Regions from separate parts of the Pan troglodytes genome. Here region 1 is linked to region 2. The links are chromatin contacts, called in public HiChIP or PLAC-seq maps. All regions are on one chromosome and are shown on one strand. The core of a region is the stretch at or near the end of the contact, and the rest is flanking DNA. Distances in the headings are between cores, read along the strand shown.

Region 1 (5,165 bases), core at 2,319-4,818, 240 kb before region 2:
CTTAGAGGCACAGAATCATGGCCTCCAAAATTCAGGTAGAGAGAGACCTTAAGTCACCTTTGCTCTCAAAATATGCACATTTGTTGGGTTACTTCTTCCCTCTCAACCCTAACTGTTCTGTGGGTTTAATTTCCCTTTCCTCCCCCCTAGGGAATTCTACTGGGCTCGGGTTCTTTGCCCATGTAGACCCACCTGAGCCCGCGACAAGGGCGCTGCAGCCTTTTTGACCTTCATAGAGATTCTAAGATCCCGAACTCTCAGTTCCAACTATTATGCTCCACTATAGTCCGGCCGTCCACTTTCCTAAAAGCGGCAACAGTAGCGGGATGGGTGCTGTCAGAATAGAAAGGAAAGAAAGCTTAGTGGACTGCCTGTGCTCAATTGTGAGGGAGAGCAGTGCTGGTCAAGGGACCTGCCCCATTATACCTGGTAGAACTTTGAATTTAGAGGAGACTTAAGATCTTATCCCCGATGCAGGCTAGAGAGAACCACATGCACCTGTCCCTCAGCTCAGGAACTGAAAAAACGAACACTGTAATTTTTATGGAACACTTGCGGGCCATTCAGACTACAGCTGGGAGAAGGGGGAACATTTTTTTTTTTTTTGTCCCCAGCCACCGGGCCTCAGCCCCTCTGCTGGAGAGGTGAAAGAAGGCAGAGGTACAAAGATGCTCTCCTTATTTAAAGTGCTTATTTAAAGTCCTTTGAGAATGAGGAGCGGGGAGCTCTTAGGCAATCTTTCTTGGGGGCTCCAAGACAAAAAGAGTAGAAAACCCAGGGTCACACACCCAATTCGAGGGCATTCCTTCCCACCCTTCCTGGGCTTCCTCCTTAGGAACTGTGAGAGAAGGCAGGGCTGGACCCATGGGGACCTATTTCTGCAGAGCTAACAAGGACCTCCCAAACTCCAGCTGACCCCCACCCCACCCCCAGCTTTCTCCAGACTTCCTGCATTCACTGAGAAGGAAGAATCCTGGCAGTTTGCTTCTTTACAGGAAGTAGCAAATGCCACTGGATGCAGGAACTTATAACCTGAGTTTTATAAGAGCAGGAATAGCTAGGATTCAACTTGGAAACTGATTGCAGAAGGTGTTCTCCCTTGCCTGTACCTAGATGATTAACAAACTTGCGTGGAATAGAAGAATGAATGGATGATTGGAGGGCTTACAAAACCTCTGTGTTTGGCTTCCCTGGAGACTCTGTAAAGTTCTGGCTTTTTCCTGGAGTTGTTTAACTTTCCCTGCATGCAGTCTCCAAAGTTTTATCTCTTGCAAGGAAGCAGTGGTATTCTTGGGTTCTTCATTGTTGATTTTGCTGAGCAGGGGCAATATGCAACAAGAACCAAACCTAATTTCAAACACCCCCATTTGGGGGTTGGGAGAGGTTTTAGCACAGAAACTAGACAAAGTAGGTTGAAGTCCTGTATTTACTTTTTGCTTGGAGCTTCCTTGGGTGAATTGACTGAGGGGACTTCTCAGAGACTCCTCCTCCTCCTCCTCTTTCTCCCTCTCCTCCTCCAGCTCTGAGCCAGTTTAGCCTCTGACTTGTGTGAAGGCAATCTGCCCCTTTGTGAGAGGACCTGCTGTCTCTGAAAGGACTGCTGCCCCCAGCCCCTCCTCAGGGCCCTTCTTGTGTGCACGTGGGTTTGAAAAGCTCATTGATTCCCATCCAAAGGGGCTAATTACATTACTTACAGTAAATAGCAGCCCTGCTGTCAGGTATAGCTGCCAAAGTAAGGAAGAGGGGGATGTCTCCAGCTTAGTTCACTTGATTGGCTTCATTTTTGTGTGAAATTGTGTTTTATGAGCTGCATTTTGGCACCCGGAGGACCTAAACTGCGTCCAGTCTGCAAATAACATTATTTTTGACCCTGAGAAAAAAGGAGGGGAAGCAGTAGTGTCTTGAGTTTCATGGAAGAGGTCACTCCAGGAGCCTCAGAAGACAACGCTTTGGGACAGGAAGTCAGGCTGCTGCACCAGGGGTCGTTTCCTCCCTCGCTTTATTTCTGCCTTCCTTCCTTCCCCTTCTTCTCATCCTCTCACTTCTTTTTTTCTTTCCTTCTTCCCTCTCTCCCTCTCTCCCTGGCTTTTCTCCCGTCGTCCTTCTAGCTTTGGCCACAGTTCCCGGTCGGGCTCCCCCGGGCGGAGGGAAGCGGGTCTGCGGCCGGGCGGCTCTTGTGAGGTATCTAGGATGTGCCAGGACACAGGCACCGCAGTCCTGGGAAAGGCGGCGGGAAGTAGTGGGGAGCGCAGGCTGACGAAGGGGACGGAAGGAACAGAGAGCGGCCGGCGCGTCCTCCTCTCTGGGTAAAGCCGCGTTGGTTCCTGCCGCAGCGCTGTGCTTCGGACTCCTAGGGGGCCTCTGGCCGTTTGAATGAATCGACAATATCAGAGTATTGTGGACACTGTTTAATCGGGCCGGGGAGGGGCCGCCGCTGCCGAGAACAGAGGGCGACAGAACAATCCCACCTCTTGTGAGGAGCAGGTCTGCCATTCTGCTTGTCAGTTCTCACCTTCCCCTCCTCCACGGCAAAGAGTCCCTTTCACACCCTTCTGAGTGGGCGGGTGCGCCCAGTTTTACAAGTCCTCTGTCCTGCCAGGGTAGTGGGAGCAGCACGCGATGGGGCTAGCGCCCAGTCCTGCGGGGGCAGGCGCCAAGCTCCCGGGAGTCCGCAAGTCGCTTCCCATATTGGCAAGCTTCAAATGAGACATTAGAATCTCCGGCAGCCTTCCTTCAAACCTGAACCGGGGAAGAGAATAAGCCGCCCTATGGCCAAGGCGCAATTGCGTACCCGTGTGTACAGGTCCATGCCCTGTCCCCTACACTCTAATTTTCTCAAAGAAAATTGTTTTGCCAAAAGTAACCCTGAGAAATGCAGACGCTCCAAACGCCCTCTCCACTTCGGATGAAGCCAGCATCTAGTAGGGTCTCCGGCCCTCAAGAAGGTGAGGCAAAGAGATGAATTGTCAGACAGCTGCTTTTAAAAGTGGATTGAGGAAGATGGGATGGGGAGGAGAGGAACCAGCATTATCTCCACCTCAGTAAATTGCTTACATTTCTGCTCAATATTTATGCATTTCGGGTGACAGTCCTGCAGGCTGGGGATGAAAAAGTCCACAAGGAGGAAATCCAAAGTTTGAAGTTGTTATTCTGTGTGTCCTGAGCCAAGGTCTGATCTTGAACTCGGATCAAATAGGCGGGTTCTAGGCCTTCTGCAACAGGGCGGGGACAACAAGAGCTCCTTTTCCCCTTTAAAACATGACTGCTGGGAACTCTTGGAAGGATGTGTGTGTGTGTGTGTGTGTGTGTGTGTGCGCGCGCGCGCGCGTGTGTGTTTTGTGGGGAGGTAAATGCCCCCTCCTCCTGCCTCCCCGCTCTCTATCCCCCCACCCCTTTGTAATGTTTGTCCTGCTTGCCCATCACCAGGGGGTTGAGAGGAGTATGACAGGTCTTTGTTGTCTGAATAAAAATCCGTGGCAGCTCCGGGGAGAGAACTCCTCCTACTAAATTATCAAAAATGGGCTGGCTTTAGTCTCTTAACAAATTGGACACAGCTCAGGCAGGAGCAGTCCCCAACCCAATCTACAGGCACTGGGAACTTGCAAGCAGCCAGGGAACGCTGAAAATAGCACGTCTTTTTCTTTCTTTGTGTTCAAAACTATTTTCTTTCTTCACCAGATTTTGTTTTCCTCCCCCCGCTGCAGTTGTTTCCCATTAGTAACTCGATCTCTCAGAGCAGTAAGATTCGCCTTCTACGCCTCTTTTTCCCTCCGCCCGAATTGTTTGTTTTCTGCACATCTCCTTCAGGGAGCCGCTGAGGCTTCCCCCCAACTCTTCCCAGTTCTTTTTGCTTCCCCTCGGCCCCCCAAGCAGACCGATTTCCACTCCGTCTGCTTCTTCTCCTCCTTTCTCTCCCTCTTTCCCTCCATCCTCGAGCGTCTCTGCGCTCCTACAGGGCAGCCCTCTCTGGTCCCTTGCCTCCTTCACTCGGATGAGCTGAAAGCCCCGGGCGTGTGTATATGGAAATAGTGGGGTGCCGAGCAGAAGACAACTCGTGTCCTTTCCGCCCCCCAGCCATGCTCTTTCACGGGATCTCCGGAGGCCACATCCAAGGCATCATGGAGGAGATGGAGCGCAGATCCAAGACTGAGGCCCGTCTGGCCAAAGGCGCCCAGCTCAACGGCCGCGACGCGGTAAGGAAGGGCTCCGCCGCGGCGGTAGCCGGGCACCCCTGCGCCCTCTGTTAAACCAAGCCGACTCCCTGGCCGGTGGAGAACGGGGGCGGCGGGTCGTAGAGACGTCCGCTTGAGGGTGGCGGGTGAGTTTTCTCCCGTCCACCTATGCCTACAGGGCTAAGAAACGGTCGTTTTTCTGAATCGAAATGTCTGCAGCTGGCTATCCTCTGTCGCAGCTGATTCCGAAAGAGCAGGGAGAGGAACTGGGAGGAGGTGGGGTGGGGGGTGGTGGCATTCTCTTCTACAGACCTCAAGGTTCCCTTGATTCCGGGGCAGGCGTCTCCCCGGCGAGGATCCGCAGCTCCGAGGGCAAGCTGGGCGCAAGCAATAGGAGGACGGCGCGCTGCCGAGGCGTCCGAGCCAAGCAGGAGCCCAGGTGGCCTTAGTCTCTGGGCCTGATGACCGGACCTGTGGAGTAGATTCGGACGCGACTGGGTCATTTCCAGTTCTCTAGACGCTCGGGGCTTGGGACCCCTAACCGAGAGAATCTCAGGGTTTCTGGCATCCCGACTCAGTCCCTCTAAGGAGACAGCACTACGTTTAGCGCCAGGACCGGGCGGGTGTCATGTGTAGGGGGAAATCAAATAAAACATACGGAGGAGCGCGGCACCCAGTCGAAACGCATGAACTTTATAACCAACCCTTAAACAAGCTAATCAACTACCACTGTTTCTACTATCCATAATAATAAAGTCATGTCCTCTTAATAAAGAAAACTAATTACTTATCTAAGCGCTTCCCTTTCCAGATTACTAACGGGGGGGGGACTACAGAAGTCTCCGGAAATTATTTCGGCCAAACATAGCTGTGTAGATCCTTTGGTACCACAGTAGGACTTGTAGCCCAAACTAATCAGGAGACTGCTCTAGCCCTTATCAGCTGGGTTTTGGGTCCGGCCAAGTAGCCCAACTGGTGAACGTGTCTATATTT
Region 2 (5,298 bases), core at 619-3,118:
ACAACTATACCCTTCTTGTACCCTACTCCCTCTTCTGATTTAGTCAGCTGCTCTCCCACTGCTCACTGAATTCTAGCCTACACTGACCTCCTGCCTATTTCTCAAACATGCCAAGCCCACTTCCACTTAGGGTCTTTGCATTTGCTGATCCTTCTGTGTAAAATATTCTAACCCTGGGTAGCCAAATGGCTAATTTCTCACTTCCTTAGTTCTCTGCTCAAATGTCAGAGAGGCATTCCCAGACAAACATATTTAAAATAGCATCCTCCCTCCCCATGTCTCCTTACCCTGCTTTATTTTTCTATGACTCACCATCTGGCATAGTAGGTATTTATTGGCTTTTTTTTTTTTCGCCTTTCCGACTACAATATAAGCTCTATGACAGCAGGCACTGTATATCTCGGTGAGCTGTTGTATCCTCATTCCTTAGAACATTGCCTAGCCCATTTATGAATATTTGTTGAGCCACATGAATCAAGGCCTCCTCTTGAGATCGTGAACGTTTTCATTTATTTATTTATTTTTTTGAGACGATTTTCGCTCTTTCACCCACGCTGGAGTGAAGTAACGCGATCTCTGCTCACTGCAACCTCCGCCCAGCCTCGGGTTCAAGTGATTCTTTTGCCTCAGCCTCCCCAGTAGCTGGGATTATAGGCTCCTGCCACCACGCTCGGCTAGTTTTTGTATTTTTAGTAGAGACAGGGTTTCCCCATGTTGGCCAGGCTGGTCTCGAACTCCTGACCTCAGGTGATCCACCGCCCCCCCCCCCCGCCACTTGGCCTCCCAAAATGCTAGGACTACAGCCATGAGCCACTGCGCCCAGCCATTTTTCTTTTTAAAAATAAACTTTCCAGATCTTAATTTCATGGCTTTAACATTTTAAATGTTTGAGGTATAATCTACTCATTCTTGGCTCTAATCTTTTTGGCAGGGAAGTTAAGCTAGTGAGAGACCTATGAACAACAGCAACAATTTAATGAGCACGTCTTATATGCCAAGCTCTGTGGTTAAGCACTTTGCTTTATCTCACTTAATTCTAACTATGGTCCTAGAGGTTGGTATTACAACTAATCTCCTTTTACAGAGAGTTACTGAGACTTGGAGAGGTTAAATAACTTGCAGCCAGGTCACAAAATTAATCACTGAGTTGAGACGAGAATTAAGGCATGGCCGACTCCATACTGCCTCCTAGCCGTCTCCTCGAGTAGTTCATGCCCTGTTACTGAAGTCGTGAAGCTGCTAGTGTCAAAGCATTCCTTTTGCAGTTTCGTGTACTAGGGTTCTGGGTGATTTTGCACATATTTATTTCAAAGATCCTCCGTACCACACCAGGGAGTTTACCTTCTGGAATGTTGTAAAAGCCCCTGTCCTCTATGCTGGGACACTTTCATGCAACGTTTGCTTAGCCAGACTCAGGAAAACGCCTTTTTTTTTTTTTTTTTTCTCATTTCCCTGCACTCCACATTAAACACAGAGGTAGTTTAAATCACCTGGTAAAAGAAGATGGGATCACAAACGCTGTGGTCCAGAAGGGAACATCAGTAAGTCGGTTCACCGCTTGCAAGTGGGGGCACTTACATATAAATGAAGAAAAAACAAGTTCTTAAAAAGCAGCCGACCCTGGGTTCGGTGGGAAGTTGACCTGAAGCCGGGGAAGAGGGCTCAGGGGACCGGACGCGGTGCCCCGCACCACGCTAGGCCTGACAACCGGAAGAGAGGGGCTAGGAGGGGCTCCTCCAGAGCGGCTTCGGCTCCAGTAGGGAAACCGCCGAGGCTCCCCCAGCTCCAGGGAGCGCCGGGGACGCAGGCGGGAAGCCTCCCTCGGGCAGCCGGCCTGGACTCACGGCGCGGGGTGGGGCCGGCGCCCGCCCCGCCCCTCTCCTCGGGGATGCCGGGATGTTTACACTCCTGACAGCGGCAGCAGCAGGAGAAGGATCGGGAGTCGCGGGAGGATGGGCCGCCGCTAGGCTCGCACACCGGACGCGCCTCGCAGTGCGCAGGGTGGGTGCCCCGCGCCCGCAGCCTCCGCCGGGGCGGCGCGGCGGGAGGTGGCCGACAGGCTCCGGGCCTCGCAGCCTCAGCCCCCGGCCCAGTGCGCTTTCGGACGGCGGCGCCGCGCCGAGCCACCCGCCCGCCCAAGGTCTCTCGCGGGCGGGAGAACGGAAAACTCCCAACTTCCTGGTGAGTCGCTGCCCAGGGTTCAGGCGCCCGGACCGGGCAGCTCCTGCCGGGAGGGGCCGCCTGCGGGAGTCGGGCCGGGAGAGGGAGGTCGGGACCGCGCGGGGCGGCCTCCAGCATACCCTCGCTCGGGGTAGGTGGGGCGGGGCGCGCTGCGCTCGAGGCGGATGGGGGTTTCGGTCTTGTTCGTTGGCAGCGGTGGGAGGGGGCGGCAGGAAACTTCATACTTGGCCCCGGCTCTAGAGGCCCAAGCGCCAAGGGCGCCGCGGTAACTAAGAAACCCCGCGGCCACGGCGGCGGCGGCAACAGGTCTTTGGTTTCAGGACCCGAGGAACTTAAGCGAAGTCCCGCCTCCCGGCGGATGCTCATTGGCGACGTCGGTTATTTATCTCTCGCGGATTGGTGAAGTCCGTCTGTCAGGATTCGGCAGCAGCCCGACTTAGGAAAGTGAAGTGCGCTGGAAGAGAGTGGGTGGTGGGAGCCGGCAGATAGGGGAGAATCCGAAGTGGCTTCAGAAGTACAGGGAGCGTGAGAGGTCTGTTGGAGAATGAACTTGGGAGAGACTCGGGATTACAAAATGTCGGAGAGAGGGATTGCGAGGCAATAGCGAACATTGCTGGTGATGGTGGCAATGGAAAAGAAATTGAAAACTGAGGCCAAAGTCAGAGAAGGGTAGCCAAAGGAAAACAGAGAAAAGCGACAAGACCGTATGACCGCAGAACAGTGTAAGGAAGCGAGCACAACCTAGAGGATGCTGCCTTGAGAGCTAAAGAACTTCTGTTGCCTCTGTTACACTGTAGGCCTTCACTCCTAAAACCGCAGCATCCTCTATTTAGTCTTGCACTGGAAGCGTACTGGGGTGGCGGAGAGATGATGTATCGTGTTCTCGCCTAGCTGTAGTCCTCACTGGGGAGAAATGCTAAAAAATATACTTAGTTTACAGTAAGATACATGTTACTGTCCTTGCGCAATTCTGGTGACTGAACTGAAAATCAGAAATACACAGAAATAAAATGATTATTCTCCTTTGAGGTTACTGAGCTCAAGGATGCAATTGAAAACACCACATTTCCATAGTTTGTAGAGCCTAATGTACCCATCATAATGGGAACCACTGTTTCTAGTTCCTCCTCCAAGGAATTTACAGTTTCAAGGGTATGCACACTCCCTCCAGGCGACAGCAGTATGTCTTGTCAGGTTGCATTAGAGAATTAAAGTACAGAGTATGTGTATTATAAATATGTTCTGTTCAGGACCTTGAGCTGCTGGTGGTGTGGTCGAAGAATGGCATAGTCCTTGCACTCAAAAGCTACAGTATGTTTGGGACAACCGGTCAAACCCTGAAAACGGTGAACAGTAAAACAGGAGATACAGTTAACCCTCTAATGCTTTGTGGCAACTCTTGTTGAATGGCCGCTGAGTATTCTTGGTTTGTAACACTTGGTGATGGCCAAGTGCTCTTGAAACAGTTAACTTAAAATCTTAGCAGTTATTTTATTTCCAGAGGAAGGAATCCTCTCTCCCTCGGCGAGATCCAGTCCACAGCTTGCTTCACTTCTAAAACGGCGGCATCCTCTATTTGGTCTTGCACGGGGAACTTGCTGGGGTAGGGGAGAGGTGTTAGAGCTTTGAAAAAGCTTTGCCTCTCGGAGGAGTCAAAGGGGCAGTAACTGTATGGGGTGAGAGGAAGGCCTGCGAAATAAAAAGGCAAAGGAACCGTTTGAGGAGGCTGGTTGCCTTCTCGGGGCCGGTGTGTGTGCGGGGGTAGTGTTAAGGGGGAGGAAGGAGCCCGGGAGCCCGGGGGACCCTCCCGTAGGTGCGGGCCTGAGATTCCGCTGGGTGCCGGGAGGCTCCGCCCTCCGGAGTACTGACGGCCTTCGCAGCCAATGCGCAGCCAGGACCTCGCGTTCGGGAGGGCGGGTACTTCCTACTCCAGCCCTGGGCTCGGAGAAGGCCGCGTTAGTTCTTTCTCCAGGGATGTCTGCGGGAGGGGCGCCAGGCTGAGGGCCAGCCTGGAGAAAGAAAGAAAGGAAGGAAGGAAGGAGGATGGGGGCTTCAGTTTTCCCTGAGCCATCCTAGGTGTCCCGTTTCGTGATTCAGCTGCACCTAGAACTTAACTACTACTGAAAGTTTATAGTAGATAAGAAGCGAAGTTGGTCAGCAGACTGAATATAGTCCATGTGACTGAGGCGGGTTTTACTCTGAAATTACCTGAAAATGAAAACTACTAAATGTCAGAATCTAAATCGTTAGGCGTTTTCACAACTTCTTGGGAATCTTTCCATGGTTAAAAATCTTACCAATTTAGCAAGACTAACTTTATTTCTAAGCGTACAGACTCATTTTATAGTCTGAACTAGTATTTAGGTTTATTTATTGAGATAATACATGTAGCACCCACCATTCCTTTCCCCCTTTCATATTTTCCTGTCTGGACAATTTCGAGTTCGTTTCCATCCCAGTAAAACAGCACTTAACCAAAGAATGAGGAAAGCACGTAGGTATGATGGCAGTGTACTAGTAGAGGAGGGGAGATTTGATGCCTCTATAGCTAACATACCTGATTAATAAATTTAAAAAAAAATTGCATCGTAATGACCAGAAGTCCAGTGCAGTTACAGTTTGTGTAAATAAGTACTTAATCTCATAAGGACCCCATCCCCCAAATCTTTCCTGGTGCTTGCAGTTGATAGTTTTGGGCTCTGACTTACTGTAAACATTTAAGTATTCTTTTTTTTCCCCCTCAATTATTGCGCATTTACTGAAATATAGACTTCTTTTTTTCACTTAAATATGTGGTCTGAGATATCATTAGAGACTTTTACAGTGTTTCCAGAACTAAACACTATTTTCCTAGGAACTATCTGATGTTTTAAGAATGTACCTCTGTAGTATTACAAATGTCGCCACCATTCAGGGTACCTGAGAACTGGGCCTGAGAGCAGGGCCCAGTTAAGTGTTAGTGATTACGCACTTTTGGGGGAAAAAAAAGTAGGTAATTCCAAAATTTCTTTCAGGTTTTGTTTCCCTTGATTTTTTTTTTTTTTAAATAGGCTTTGGTATTTTAAAAATGCACAGTGTAGTATTTTAAAAATACACAGTGTAGCTGCAGCTGCAGCT

Evidence for each region. HiChIP or PLAC-seq counts read pairs in DNA pulled down with a chosen protein or histone mark.
Region 1: an H3K4me3 HiChIP or PLAC-seq map of stem cell-derived excitatory neurons shows a contact between it and region 2, with 2.4 times the contacts expected there. The contact joins the promoter of LHX9 here to the promoter of NEK7 in region 2. A contact is called at or near these places in 1 of 7 Hi-C or Micro-C datasets (stem cell-derived neural progenitor cells) and 1 of 1 datasets of contacts at active chromatin or transcription factors (stem cell-derived excitatory neurons).

What each region holds. Positions count from the first base shown.
Region 1 is chr1:51,185,460-51,190,624 of NHGRI_mPanTro3-v2.0_pri, reverse strand. It overlaps LHX9 (LIM homeobox 9), which reads left to right and starts at 3,568. Exons shown (of 5, transcript XM_009440355.5): 1 at 3,568-4,193. The coding sequence starts at 4,020.
Region 2 is chr1:50,943,748-50,949,045 of NHGRI_mPanTro3-v2.0_pri, reverse strand. NEK7 (NIMA related kinase 7) reads left to right here and starts at 1,868. Exons shown (of 10, transcript XM_001139810.8): 1 at 1,868-2,181.